Regions from separate parts of the Bombyx mori genome. Here region 2 is linked to region 1. Evidence: chromatin contacts called from public Hi-C data. All regions are on one chromosome and are shown on one strand. Each heading gives the region's core, a stretch centred on a gene start, on an enhancer-like site or on the middle of the called end of the contact. The rest is flanking DNA. Distances are from core to core; before and after follow the strand shown.

The links. A called contact is a pair of places that touch in the nucleus more often than the background predicts.
Region 2: a contact with region 1 is called in a Hi-C map of whole pupa, with 2.3 times the contacts expected there. The contact joins the enhancer-like site here to the promoter of LOC101745127 in region 1. A contact is called at or near these places in 2 of 7 Hi-C or Micro-C datasets (middle silk gland and whole pupa).

Annotation. Positions count from the first base shown.
Region 1 is chr28:8,469,904-8,477,807 of ASM3026992v2, forward strand. LOC101745127 (cleavage and polyadenylation specificity factor subunit 1) reads right to left here and starts at 4,290. Exons shown (of 29, transcript XM_038021176.2): 1 at 3,719-4,290; 2 at 3,194-3,414; 3 at 2,433-2,606; 4 at 1,544-1,707; 5 at 409-548. The coding sequence starts at 3,881. It overlaps LOC101740494 (MIP18 family protein galla-1), which reads right to left. Exons shown (of 3, transcript XM_004924282.5): 3 at 6,509-7,904. It overlaps LOC134198646 (autophagy-related protein 13 homolog), which reads right to left. Exons shown (of 1, transcript XM_062676832.1): 1 at 6,509-7,904. The coding sequence ends at 7,364.
Region 2 is chr28:8,602,925-8,610,828 of ASM3026992v2, forward strand. LOC101745859 reads right to left here. Exons shown (of 10, transcript XM_004924320.5): 2 at 6,489-6,574; 3 at 4,831-5,891; 4 at 4,106-4,214; 5 at 2,571-2,793; 6 at 2,107-2,318; 7 at 990-1,102; 8 at 328-443. Among protein-coding and RNA genes, the nearest start is that of LOC101745859, 6.2 kb to the right of the region's middle. Within about 2 kb of position 2,682, at least 4 of the 8 cell types and tissues checked have open chromatin away from gene starts, as enhancers often do.

The DNA.
Region 1 (7,904 bases), core at 3,040-5,539:
GTGTCCGTGACTTTTACGAAGTCTGAAAAATGTACTGCCTGCCGCCAGTCACGTACCATTTCTCTATTATTTTTTGAATTCTTGATGATGATATTAATTTATCCCTAATGGGAAAGGCAAAGGACTTTAGTCCATACAGCCAGGTCTTGTTCTTGGTAATCATTGGAGAATTTTGGTAGTTTTAAAAGGTGAAGCCATGTCTTGTCTTATTGTTGTCATATCTTATTATTCTCGGTCATAAGGCCTAAGCTACTTCTTCGATGTTTTGAATTGGTCGAAGTCAAATCCAATTTTGAATTCTCGTCAAGTGTCTGTCTTAATCTGTGTCTAGTCGTTGTAGGTCTTATGTCAAAGAGGTTGCACGCCACGACAAAAGTCGTTCTATTTACAATACCCAAAGAGCCTCACCTAGTGGTTTCGGTACGGGCACGGCTTGGAGACAGTCGAAGGGCAGACCTGAGGTGGACCAGATGACCGGGTGCACCCGAGCTGACATGTTCAGACTGACGCCCGCCATCGCGCAGGTGTCGTTGCGAACCGCCGTGCGACTGTCGAGAGATCATGGCACGTTTATAAACAAGTTATTATTTTATAAGCTAGGTCATTAACTTCTCTATTATATGGAAGGGCAAGAAAAGTTTTATGCCTTGGTTCAGAAGTATACAGTCTGATAGAGAGCGGTCAGCAATGCTAATGACACAAACAAACCGCTGTCTACGGTGTCTGTGTTTTTTTTTTTATTGCTTAGATGGGTGGACGAGCTCACAGTCCACCTGATGGAAACGCATTACTGCTTCAGGGCGGAAATAGGCTGAGTGGTGGTACCTACCCGTGCGGACTCCCAAGAGGTCCTACAACCAGTGACTACGCAAATTATAATTTTGCGGGTTTGATTTTTATTACACGATGTTATTCCTTCACCGTGGAAGTCAATCGTGAACATTTGTTGAGTACGTATTTCATTAGAAAAATTGGTACCCGCCTGCGGGATTCGAACACCGGTGCATCGCTACATACGAATGCACCGGACGTCTTATCCTTCAGGCCACGACGACTGTCTAACTGTGTGTAAATAAACTCGTATTTGGAAAGTATTTCAATACAAAACTTTTTTGTTTGAATACAAAGCTAAAACCTTTGCACACTCATTTCTTAAAGATATGTTTTCAAACTGTATTATTAATTTTACGTTTACACATTTTATACACGAAAAATTAAGATTTTTTTTTATTCATTCGTATTTTTTGATGATGACAATTTTCACACAATATTCAGAAATACTTGAATACAGTTGAATAGAGGCATGATATTTATGCACTCTCCTTCTTTAGATTAAGCAAACAGTTCAACTGTTTCATTAGTGTGTATAATAAGTTCAAACACATACAATGTTAACCAATATCTGTAGTGCTAGATATGCTATTACTAATTACTATCAGAGAAACTAAAACATAGTCTTGCATGCTCCGTCAAATCTTTCAATCAAACACAGTCTTTCATTGCCTAACCATCAAACATCTCCACTTAAAGAAACGTTACATACCCAGGAAATGTTCTGACAGGCTCATAGAGCAGTAGCAAAGTAGGCTCGTAATAGCCATGCAAGAATTGTATGTCTAATATGTTATCAATCTTCTCGTCTAGGTCCTTGAGTATTATTATGTATGAGGCCAGTGTTGGTGCCCTGTTCATAGTATGAGCTGCTTGCTGAAAGGGAATAATAAAATCATTATTAGTACAATTATATCATACTTTTGCCATCTAATTTTACGATTTCGTTACACTATCCTTTTGACATAATGCAACGTTTAATTGAAAGAAGGTTTAAAAACACAAATAATTTTGACATGTAAAACGGATTTTGTTATAGGATTTCTTGTTTAAATTTCAATGGCCTTGGTTTTAAGCCGTTGAATCCAAACTTCCAGAGATCATCAACGTACAGTGGTAGTCAAGTAGTATGTTTCATATTCAGATATGGCAAAAGCCACAGCATTGAAATATAGATATTAGCTATAAAAAATAGCAAAATACCCACGAATACTTTTCTAAATGTGGGAAAATGTAAATATAAACTAGGTAAAATTGAATAGTAAAAGTTGCTATTAAATGCAAGTTTAAATATCATATTTAAACTATGTAATGTTGTTCTTATTATGTTTTATTATTTAATAAAGAACTTAAGCACATGTGTTCGGTAGCAAATCAGTTCATTGTGTGTCTGTCTTTATGCAAACCGCACTTAGCAATCCTTTTATTAAAAGGAGAACAAGTACCCTCACTAATACACTACAGTTCTATTTCTTGAAATTTCTTAAAGCAAAATCAAGGCAGCTATAAAGAGTATGTACTTATTAATATATGGCATTAAACAAATGTGTCATTTAAGCTGCTAGGATCATCTCTACATCAATTACCAGTTTCTTACGTACATTTTTCTTTGTGTCAGAGAGGGGTTTGGCCTCAAGAGGATCCCCTTCTTCAGAGGTAATGTCCTTCCTAAACGGAAGGACTGCAAGTTTCTTCCCATACAACAACATCACAGCACATCGGAACTCAGGATCTACTCTGATCCATGGTATATGAGGATGAGTTGTCCAACCGCCCTAAAAAATTCAAAGTTCAGTGTAGCAATTTAAATAATTTTTGAAGTCGTCATGGTCTAAAGTACTCTAAAAAAGGCGGGTACCAATTTTTCTAATACGTATTCAACAAATGTTTACGATTGACTTCCACGGTGAAGGAATAACATCGTGTAATAAAAATCAAACCCGCAAAATTATAATTTACGTAATTACTGGTGGTAGGACCTCTTGTGAGTCCGCATGGGTAGGTACCACCACCCTGCCCATTTCTGTCGTGAAGCAGTAATGCGTTTCGGTTTGAAGGGTGGGGCAGCCGTTGTGACTATACTGAGATCTTAGAACTTATATCTCAAGGTGGGTGGCGCATTTACGTTGTAGATGTCTATGTGCTTCAGTAACCACTTAAAATCAGGTGGGCTGTGAGCTCGTCCACTCATCTAAGCAAAAAAAAGAGTAATAATAATAATACACTTCTGAATACTATTACTAGCTCAGCTCAGGCCACAACCAAGCTAAGCATCATAATGCCAGCTCAGACAGCTTCTTTAAAGTTAATTTTCGTTAGGAAATAATTATACAAAAATCAGTTCAAATCTCAGTATACATACCTTCATATCATCCTCTTCAAAATAATGCATACTCAATGTCACCAAGTTATTGGTCTGTGGATCATATTGGAGCACAGATAGTTTAGCTTCTTTGAATGAAACCAACAGGATATCTCGACCAGAACTTTGACAGCGTACAGAAGCTAAAGACATCACATTACCCCATAATGTATATGTCGCTAAGCATTCCAACTTCATCTTCGGGGGAATCGGCTGACCGGCTGAAAAAGTATATAATGACATGAGAAAATGTTTTATTTTTATTTTAGTCAGACGTAGAAGCTGACGATTACACGGTGTTATTCATTCATGGCGACAGTAATTTGTGACCAGATGTTAATTAGGTATTGTATTGGAAAATTTTAAGCCAGGAATTCGGACACTGCTATAGTAACACAGCTCGAAATTAGTAAACCAAGATTCTATCATTTCAACAATAATTAGAACCGCATACTGAACATACAGTATATTTGCAGGGATATTATCTATTCTAGTTTTTAACAGAAAGCAGTTAAAAAAACAAACCTGCATTAATCTCTTTTGTGTGGCCTTCGGGCAGCAGCCTGAAGACCTTGATGATATTGGCACCGGCGGTGACCAGACAAACCTCGTCATTGTTAAAGAAATAACAGCTAACCGCGTGCTCTATACCAGTCGCTGGATGAGTCGTTCGACAAATCGAAAACATTATTCGTTAAACGTTCGATTTTGAGGTTATGAACTAAAACACTTTCAACACTAAAATCTGATATGTTTGCTTGAATCATTAATTTACAAACAGATAACAACAATCAAATATGGTCCTGATTTAACAAAATGCTGTTCAGTAACTCTAATTTAATCTGAGAAAAACATTGTATCAAACATCGTCGCTTTGTTGATGTCAGTTCTGAAACTTGATTTCTTTCTTACTATTTGAACTTGTTTTGTATATTTTAAATTAAAAGAATACGTTTAATTTTAACACAATAGTGTTTCGTGGTATAGATCCACGATGAACATTTGAATTGTTCAATATCGTTTTTATAAAACAAAAGAAGTTATTTGTGTGGTTTAAAAATTTAACTTGTTCCAGTTACCAGTTGTTTCCGAACGTTCCAAAATTGCAATCGGCCATAGATATTTTTTTTTGGTAAAAAATTTCCTTATTAAGAAAGGCAAGGGGATCTAAGCGCATCCAGCCTTGTCTGTTCTATATAATTTCTAAAATATCGGCCATAGATAATTCTAATTACCAAAGAATTATAAGAGTGTATGTGAATTATCTACGGTAAGAAGGTCTTTTTGATGTAAACGTAAGGATCTAAGTTGTATGAATTTGTAGCTACCGTCTATTCCGACAAAGACCTTCGCGATATCAAGGCTCACAGCGAGAAGCTCTAGGACCTTGGCTCTCCAAAGCTTCAGCCCACCTGTGGGTAAGATATAAAAGGTCCCCAGCTAAGCTACTGTAAAGGAAACCATACAATAGAGCCGGATACCGAGCTCAGTGGCAAAATTTTTGCCACGTTTCATGGTCTAAAGCAGTGATTCCCAAAGTGGTCTATATCGACCCCTAGGGGTCTATGACAACGTGCAAGAGGTCTACTTCTTCTTTTTCTCCACCTTATCCCACTATGTGGGGTCGGCACAGCTAATTTTTCTCTTCCATTCTCTTCTATCAGCCGTCATCTCAACACTCACTCCTCTCTCTCTCATATCGTCATTCACACACTCCATCCATGTCTTCTTCGGTCGACCTCTTCCCCCTCTACCTTTCACTACCATTTCCATACATCTCCTAGTCACATGCATCTTCTCTCTACGCATCACATGTCCATACCACGCTAACCGTCCGCTCCTTAATTTGTTGTTTACCGGGGCCACTTTCACACTTCCTCTGATATACTCATTCTTTATCTTATCCATTCTTGTTACTCCACACATCCATCTCAACATTCGCATCTCTGCCGCATGCACTCCTCTTTCATGCTTAACTTTCGTCGCCCAACACTCAGATCCATACAGCACGACAGGTCTAATGATCGTTTTGTAAATTTTGCCCTTGAGCTGAAGGGGCATTCTACGATCGCATGCTGTTGCAGAGACCTGTCGCCATTTCATCCAACCAGCGTTTATTCTATTTGTGACGTCCCGGTCTATGTTGCCGTCGTTCTGGAGTATAGAGCCGAGGTACTTGAAGTCAGAGCAGACTGGCAGGGATACACCATCTAAGGCGATTGGCGTGAAGTCTGAAGAACCACCAAAATCACAAAACATGTGCTTGGTTTTTGTTCGACTGATCTTCAACCTTTCTTTCCATTTTGCCAATCTCCTCTGTATCTCAGGCCCTTCCTCTCCAACGAGAACAATGTCGTCGGCGAACAGCATACACTAAGGCGCCTCTTCCTGTATGTCCGATGTTAGGGCATCCATTATTAGGATGAACAGGTAAGTGCTTAAAGCTGATCCCTGGTGTAAGCCTACCGCCACACTGAACTCGTCGCTATCGCCAGCTGCGGAGCGTACGTACGTACTAGCTCTACCGTACATAGCTCGAACAAGCACTGATAGTAGCTATTTACGTACATCATACTATCTTATAATATCAAGACATCATTAGCCGAGGAGATTTAAGATTAACCCTTACAACATTGACGCCAAATGTTGATAATTTATTATTAAAGCATCAGGTTCATCCTTCTCACTAAAAATATTGACTTATTGCTTATGTTATTTTATTTATAGTTTATTTTATGTTACGTATATTTTACATAACAGATACAAAATTTTATTTTGAGTAGTTTTAATTTTAATTCAATTAATAAGGTCTACCCAACACGGAAAAACATGGCAAGGGGACTACGACACAAAAAAGTTTGGGGAACTCTGGTCTAAAGGATAAGACGTCCGGTGCATTCGTATGTAGCAATGCACCGGTGTTCGAATCTCGCCAGCAGGTACCAAATCTTCCAATGAAATACGTACTTAAGAAATGTTCACGGTTGACTTCCACGGTGAAGGAATAAAATCGTGTAATAAAAATCAAACCAGTAAATTTGTAATTTCCGTAATTACTGGTGGTGGGACGTCTTGTGAGTCCGCACGGATAGGTAACCAATGCCCTACCTATTAGTCCAATGATGCGTTTCGGTTTGAAGTGTGGGGCAGGCGTTGTACTGTACAAACTGATACCTTAGAATTCTTGTCTCAAGCTGGATGGCATTTACATTGTAGATGTCTATGGATCCGATAACCCCTTAACACCAGTTGGGCCGTGAGCTCGTCCACCCATCTAAGCATTTTTTTTAACAGGTACATATTTCAAAAACAACGTTTTCTTTAAATAGGTAGTTTATTAAGAACTAACATTTTAACATACAAATCCATTTTGTTTCTATTCTAATAATCATAGGAATATTGTTTATATCATTCATTTACATCTCATCAGTCTTTGCCCAAAACATCTAAATCCCATCGCCTTTCCATTTTCACATTTTCACGTCCAAGAAGAATTGCCATTTAAAAAAAAAATACCAAATTGAGAATTTACATAATTGAGAATTTTATTTGTAAGTTTATCTCTTTTACAAATAAAATTCGTTTCTTAATAATTAAAAATAATGCTGGAGTAATTAAAGTAAATATTTGACGTATAATCCTATTTTTATTTGTATACGTTTTGTGTTCTATCCATTGACATATTGCACAATATTCTTTGTATATAGACCTTTGTTTGAAAAGACCTTTGGATATGGTTTTGACTAAGTACTTGGATGATGATATAAACACCACATCATTAGTCATTGTAGACCCTCATAAACATATATCAAATTTGGCAAATCTAATGCTATTTACTTGCTAAATACCAAGCTTTCTTATACCATGGTACATCAACTATAGCCATGTTGCTTTTGAATAAGATTGATCTGTATATCAATAACATAAAGAAATCCTCAATTCCCAGTAGAATGAAAAGATAACATTAAGACCGTCAGCAATGGCGAGTTTCTTGTTAGCGTAGTACGAATCACGCCAATTTTTATAATCACACTGTACTATTTTGGTAATTAAGAGTTACAGATTAAACGCTCCCACTCAAATCAATCTGCAATTTAAGGTTTTTTTTTTTAATTTAGCATCCTGGGACATGAAATGTCTTAATTTATATTTAAGACCCATAACCTATATTTAATTCCCACTCCACTCAGCCGATCTACACATGTCGGCCAACAATTCATCAAACTCAACAACTGAATTCTCATACAGCTCCAAATCTTTAGACAAATCTTCGTTGGTTAGTTCTACGTCTTCTAAAACAGGCTCTAAGCTTTTGTTCGATTGTGTTAGCTCATCTGTCAACTTCAAGTGTGGCGCATTAAAGAAATCTTTGTAAAACTCGGCTAGTTCTCGTATAGGATGTGTGTCAGCAAAAGGGAACAATAACAGTTTTATTGGTGGTTCGTTTTCGTGACGGAATCCAGAGAATTTCTTTGGTGGCATCTCTAAAGAATTCGGACTCTTTGATGCTGCACTGTCATCTAATTCTTGTGTGCTCTTAGACATGATTTCCTTTTCTTTAACAGGAGATACAGGCAATTTTTCAGGTCTGTAGTGATCAGGAATAGGAATTTTCGTGTAGAATTCTTCAAATGTCCTCTTAACTAAGGTTTCATCTACAAAAGCAGCTAAGCGTAAGGGCTTGTCCAAATCGATGGGTCCTGAAGGTTTC
Region 2 (7,904 bases), core at 1,432-3,931, 130 kb after region 1:
TGATCCAATTTAAAAGATAGGATGGTTTATATTAACGGTCGCAATATTTATTAATTAACAATAAAATAATTTCTTATGTTGATTTTTGTTATTAATTGTAAGTCTAAAACAGATGGCGCCTTAAATCAGTTTTACAGACAATTGTAATACTGTCTGACATAAGTATCTCATAAATGGCGCAGTGTTAAAAATACCAACGTTTCACTTAAGCTACAGTTTGATGGCATAAACACCACATGTTGCTGAGGCTAAAGTATAAGTGAAATTTATGAGTTTCATTCAAGAAGTTTCATTAAAAAAAAAAAAACATGTATGTGTCGGACTCACCCGCGCGTGGTGTGGCGCCAGCGCCACGGTGAGCGTGAGGTCGCACCACATGGCGCAGCGGGCCCGCCGCGCGCATGCGCACAGCTGCTTCACCGCCTCCGCCAGCTGCAGGATCGCTGCAACCAACACACACGCGGCTCATCACCTGGAACTTTACTAGGTCAGTAAGTATTGTAACGCCGGTAATAGTAACGCCATCGATCGCCGAATAGCCGAACGAACATCGAAGGATTCAGAATGTTCGAGAATTACAATGCTATCTGGGAATGAGTTGCTCGCTCCGGGCATTTCAATATTGCAATAATTGTTACGTTATAATACACATTGTAAATAAATATTAAAAAAAATCTAATCTCCTTGCATCATATTCCTCATTGTTGAGGGTCGTGACCACCCTTTTGTATCACCTTCGTACACACGATCTTTCTCCATCTATTCTTGTCTCTGGCGGTGTGGAGGGCGTTGTGAAACGTTTAAATCAAGAACGATGCGGATCTGGTCGGACCAACGTATTGGGCTGCGCTCCCGAGGACTTTTCGCATCTACCTTACCATAGTCACGATGAGCTTCTTGAGATTTCTACCATCCTTCCGTGCAAGGCTATCAGCATAGGTAGCGGGGTGTGCGCGGGGGCGGGGGTGTTGGGGGGCGGGGCTACTCACGGTCGGGGCGCGCGCGCTGCGGCTGGGCGAGCTCGCGGCGGCGCGCGGCCTGCACGCCTCCCACGGCGCTGCGCCACGCCACCATGGCGCTCTCCACCTCTCCGTGCGGCGCGCTGACACACAACACACACATTACTCGTCTCCTTATGCAGCTGCACTATGATACGTCAATGTATATTTGTGAGACAAAACTTTTTTTTTTATTGTCCTTGTACGCAGACGAGCATACGGCCCACCTGATGGTGAGTGGTTATCGTCGCCCATGCACTTCAGCAATGCCAGAGGCAGAGCCAAGCCGCTGCCTACCGCTTTGTACTCTCCACAAGCCTCGTTTGAAGAAGGACATGTCATAGCGCTCGGGAAGCACCGTGGAGGGGAGCTCATTCCATAGCCGGATGGTACGTGGCAAGAAAGACCTCTGGAAACGCACTGTGGATGACCGCAGTGGCTCCAGGTAGTATGGATGAACTTTACTCCGGTGGCGGGCGGTGCGATGGTAAAAACGAGATGAAAGTATCATCTCGAACAATTCTTCAGAGCACTCCCCATGGAATATACGATACAACTGATACTGTGAGGATAAAAATTGGCCAGATCAGTATGCTTAGTGCGCGTTTTTAACGTTCTCGATAGCGTTAAAGTCAGCTCATATTTGTATGGAATGGAATTGTTTGCGTACGTTTGCCGCTAGGGGCGCTGTTCCAACTGCATACAAAATTGGCTTAACTTTTACGATATCGAAAACGTTAAGAAACTCGAACTAAGCATACAGAACTTACATTTGTCAACCTAAGGAGATGCTGGATGTCAGTCTATGCTGTTGTATTTGCGGGATGACTAGAGACAGGGCGTACTGTGTGCCCCGCACTGATTAGTAATTTATTTTAAATAATTTAAATAATTTTAACGCTAGGCAGCGGCTTGGCTCTGCTCCTGGCATTGCTGAAGTCCATGGGCGACGTTAACCACTTACCATCAGGTGGCTGTATGCTCGTTTGCCTACAAGGGTAATAAAAAAAAAAGATCACAAAAATAAATCTATAAAAATCCATCACTTAAAATTTACTTCCAAAGTAAGCTTTGTTTTAAGTTTTCCTAAATAGCTCTCGAAACCTACATCTCAGCTAAATTCTTGATATCGTCTCTCCAAGTGGAGGGATCGAAGGTGGCCGGGTCGCAGCCGGTCTCCTTCTCCTTCTGCTTCTCACTGACCACGTTCTCTTGTCCCCTCTTCAACACCGTTATCTTTGTGTCGTCCGGTTTGTTCTTCTTGTGATTCGCACAAACGCTCGCTCTTAACGTTTCCATCTTGCCCATAAGCGTCAGCACCTGTAATTCGCCATTCGACTTAACTGATCAGCGTTGTTATGAAGTATACATTACGTGAGCACAAGGGTCTCCGGTCATCGTCCTCGTCGAACCCGTCGCTTGGGACGAAGGGCTCGTCGACCGAGAACGTCTAATGTGTTCTATCTCATTCTCTCGCCGGCTGAGTCCCATACATTTATGTGTTTGTGTCTCTATGGACTTATTTTTTCGTTTCATCGATCGTTTCAAGGGTCGACACATGAAGTCGCGTACCTTGGTGTGCTCCCGGAGCATGTCGACGGTGAGCCTGTCGACCCTGGTGGGGCAGGGCGGCAGGCGCGGCACGGGGATGGAGTTGGAGGAGGAGACGGCGCGGCCGGGGTAGGCGAGCGCCAGGCGGGCCTCCGTGCGCTTCCGCTCGCGCTCCAGCTGGCGCCACTGCTCGTAGCACGCCTCCAGCCGCGCGTGCAGCAGCGACGACGACGACGCGCCGCCCCTGCAACCACAACACTCAGCCAACTCAGATTCACATTTATTAGGGCGTGGACACATGTCTACGGCGCGGCGCCGTGTACTGTGCACCGCACCGGCACATGGCAGTAACCACCGTTTCCAATACAGTTTCTGTCTTAACATGGATCGCGAGACGTATTACTCTGCTCTTGTTGCTAATAAGACGAATGAAAAAAAACAGAATCAAAGAAAATATTGGGTGAATCCATACCTTTCTATAATGAACCATGACTGAGGTCATTTTAAGAGGAAATATGAAGCGCGATGCATGTTAAGACAGAAACTGTATTGGAAACGGTGGTTACTGCCATGTGCCGGTGCGGTGCACAGTACACGGCGCCGCTCCGTAACACGGTAGCAGGCGCCGCACTTTAGACATGTGTCCACGCCGTTACTTATAGGTTAAAGTCGTCGTGGCCTAAAGGATAAGACGTCCGGTGCATTCGTGTGTAGCGATGCAACGGGATTCGAATCCCGCAGGCGGGTACCAATTTTTCTGATGAAATACGTACTTAGCAACTGTTCGCGATTGACTTCCACGGTGAAGGAAGTCGTGTAACAAACAAATGGTGCGTGTACTTATGTACGCGTGTAAGAAGTTATTTTTATTAAATTTAAAAATACTTTATTTTTATTAAATTTATTTCTTTTTTTTTAAATATTAAATAATTAATAATAAATATTGAACGTTAATAATTTAATAATATTTAGTATGAATTATATTAAATAATAATTTTGTCATTTATATTACTAAAAAATTAATGCTAATAACACTTTATTTTTACGAGTGTACATGCGCGAAAGTTCACCTGGGGCTATATTCAGACTCGCCAAGTTACGTCGGTCGTATTGTAATGAGCGATTTAGTGGGCAACTTCATTCTGTTAATTTTGTGTCACGGTGCGCGCGCATCGTAAAATTTCACTCTCATCAATTTTTCATAACGTGCCTAAAGAAGTATAACTTCAAAAATCAAACCCGCAAAATTATAATTTGCGTAATTACTGGTGGTAGGACCTCTTGTGAGTCCGCACGGGTAGGTCGCACCACCCTGTCTTTTTCTACCGTGAGGCAGTAATGAGTATCATTTTGAAGGGCGGGGCAGACGTTGTAACTATACTTGAGATCTTCTTAACTTAACTTATATCTCAAGGTGAGTGGCAGCATTTACATTGTAGATGTCTATGGGATTCAGTAACTACTAAACCAAATAGTATGTGAGCTTATCCACTCATTTAAGCGATAAAAAGTTATGACACATTTTAAAATAACTTAAAATACAGTGGGCAAATTACCTCATATTTCTCATTGCGTAGAACGGTGCCAAAAGCGGTAAATCCAACATTGGTGATGGCAACACTGGAGGCGGGACGGATGGACTCGCGCCTAACAGGGCTCCGAGACCTGGAATTTAATTAACATTTTATTTAAATTATAATAATCTTTAACAAAAAAAAAAATGTGACTAGGGATCGCGTAACACATAATATGTAAGACTTCACAGCCTCCAGAAGTTAGTCTTATTTCTTCTATTTATTTTCCATTGGGACCGCCGACTAATTCCCACTCGCTCAAGTTTAAGGACCATGATTCCGGTTAGAAATCCGTAAAACAAATTAAGCTATAAAACGGCTCCATTCCTGAATGGTAAAAGTATTGTGAGTTGGAACAGGTAAGTCACTACCTGCCTATTTCTGCCGCAAAGAAATAACGCGTTCCAATTTGAAGAGTGAGAATTCTTGGATACATTGAGTTTGCCATGTCTATGGACTTTGGTAACTTTGTCTATAGACTCACTCACACCCTCTTTGTGAAAGAGCATTATCTTGTCTGCCTTACCTCAGAGTAACAAGTCAAAATTATATAATATATTTAAGTAAAAAATCTTTCAATATTTATAACAAGATAGAACTGTTGAAAATAGAGGCGAATAGATTTTTCAATACTGAAAAACTGAGGGTAAAAAGGATTGCTATTGTCTGAACTTGCCACGAATTGACTTGTAAACCGGATTACTTACCGATATTGTAAGGTGCGTTGTCGTGCAGAAACGAGACGTCCACATTGAGCTGGTTGGGCGGAGGCCGGGTCCGCATCAGGAGGCTCATCTGCCGCGCTAGCTCCTGGTTCTGCCGCACGACCGACGCTTGCTGCATGTTATTCTCCCTCCCTATATTCTCAAAACTGTTTCTCTGTTCGTTTATTACGCCATTACTCGGGAATGCGTTCATGTCGCGCCTCTGCATGAAGTCATTCTGGTTGAAGACGTTAGTGTTGTAGTTGACACCGGTTGGCGTCTGGTTCGTGTAGTCGAAGCCCTGGGTCAGTGGGCTTCGGTCACTCATCGGCATTACGTCATAGAAATTGTCGCCAAAACTCTTATTCGGCGGCGGCTGTTGGTAGCCCCTATAGAACATTTTATCGTCCGCCGGCTTATTGAACTGCTCATGCTGATATGGACCGTTTAAATCCATTGGCATCTTGAAATCCATGTTATTAACTGCGCTTTCTTCTCTATTTCGGTCCAAGGATATGTTCAATTGGTTCAGATACTGCAATATTTGCGTCGGATCTTGACTCTGGTCTTTATAGTTCGGGTATCTCTGATTGTTATAATCGTAATTTGCGTTCAGGCTCATGTCCAAGTTCAAACTGTTCGGTCGACTGTAATCGTTGACTTGAAACATATTGGTATCGGGCAGGGAGTTTCTTTGGCTGGGCTCGAAGAAGTTATAGAATTTGTCATCGAAAGCGTTAGGGCTTGTGAACTGTGCTCCTCCGATTTCCTGTGCGGCCAGCCTCAGAAGGTTCAGCTGCTCAGGGGTGACCGCATCTGGGCCTGCGTCAGGGACCGGCTCCAGACCGAGTAGATTAACGTCGTTGTCCGCGTAATTGACGAAACCATTGTTACCACCGAAACCGTTCTGAATATTGAAATTGTTGAAGCCGTTTTGTTCGTTCTGATTGAAATACAAATTGTTCTGGTAATACGAAGGCGATGCGTACGACGGGCTCCCCGTTTCGTTCTTCTGATAATTCTGTTGTAAGCTATTTAAACTTTTTTCCGATGATTGTGCAGTGCTGGAAAATTATTGTGGTAACATCTTATGAAACTTTGCGAGGCGAAAAGGGCACGAAAGTTTAAAATTAATAACGCTACATTATGACTCGTTTGTTATTCAAGATTTTCTGGAGCAAAACTCGCATTATTTTAGTTTATGAATTATTTATTATCGCTGAGTTTCGAAGTATAAATAGAAGGTTCCTTACGTCACATTCTCGAGAGTAGCCCAGTATATATTAGTATACTAAAACCAAAGTTGAATAATTTAAAAGACATTAAAATATAAACAAACCAATTTGATTTTCCATTTAAAATACTACTACTTGACCGAACTAAACTGACCTATAAAAATAGTTTTTAGCACTCATATTCGACATTATTGGACCCTACTATTTTCTCCTCTGTTATGGGCACCGGAAACAAATACAAGTCAAGTAAAAAGTTAACCATTGCAGATTACTGACAAACTTCATTCATATAGTATTCATGATAATATTATGTATTAACCGCTAATCACTAGACTAAGTGCTGCCTGTGTTCTTATTTGCATATCAATATTAATAGTCAAAGAACAATTTTGGTGTATCCTACTCATTTAAAATAAAACTATTTACCTGCCGCCTTCTGTGGGTACAGATTCATCAAGGATCTTTGTGATGAGGTCTCGTACAATCGAGTTCTCCTCCATAATGCGTTCTGACTGAAAGTTTATGTCAAATTTACAATTAAAATTGAGATATTGCTTTTTCACTAATTGGGACATGCAAATGGTTGGAATTAAATATTTTAATAGTATGTACATGGATCTGATTATGTGAAGTGTATACATATGTAATGATTATGTAATGTTATGTAGTTAATAATAATAATAATAAGGCAGAAAAGGACAAATTAATAAAATATTTAGACCTGGCCCACGAGACTACCGCCATGTGGCATGTTGATTCAACCATCATTGTTCCAATAGTTGTATCGGTACACGGCTTGATAGCGAAAAGTTTCGATCAACATCTTAAGAAACTTTCGTTATCCAGCTGGGTTAAGGGCCTAATACAGAAAGCAGTTATCCTCGATACTGCACGCATTGTGAGGTTTCTCACTCTGGAGTCCTAACCACTGGTGGCTTGTGTCGTAGACACCGCCATCAGCGGCAATCTATTTTTACAGTGTTTTTTAAAAATTCTGTTTTTAATATCTTTTTTAAAAAATATTATGTAACTAATAAGATTTTAATAAATATAAATAAATAATAATAATTTATAATTGAGGTGATACATATCTGTCATGTACTTATTGTCAATTTGTCTATTTTTTGTATTGATGATCACTTTGTTGGTGCATAAATAAATAAATATTTATTGAATAAAATGTAATATCTCATGATTATCATATTGTCATTCAATTAGCTAGGTATCTTAATATCTTATATGTACCATTTTATCTCTCTTGATTTTGATCAAATTAAATTTGTCTAAAAACGACCTCTTGTGAGTCCGCGCGTGTAGGTACCACCACCCTGCCTATTTCTGCCGTGATGCAGTAATGCGTTTCAGTTTGAATGGCAGGGCAGCCGTTGTAACTATACTCGAGACCTTAGAACTTATATCTCAAGGTGGGTGGCGCATTTACGTTGTAGATGTCTATGGGTTCCAGTAACTAAGCAATAAAAAAAAGGTTAATAATAGGCATTATTAATACTTTGTCAACAAAAAGCTAAGCATGTCCTATCTGGAATTAAGTGGTTACTTAAGCTTATAGGTAAAAGCTTGATATTTCGTCAAAATCTTATTTGTGGTGGTCGACTTAGTAATACAATGTTATGTATTCTTCTGTAATGCAAATGGTGTTCAATGATTCACAGCAAACTCTTGTTGCGAGGAAGAAGACTATAATTCAATAAAGATGGTAAAATAGTTCTTAAGAAAAATGCAGCTATATTTTTCTTAATTGCTTTGTAGACAGTTGTGCATATGTATTATTTGATGGTAAGATTTCTCTGGTAGTGGCAGTATCGATGATTCAAGCTACCA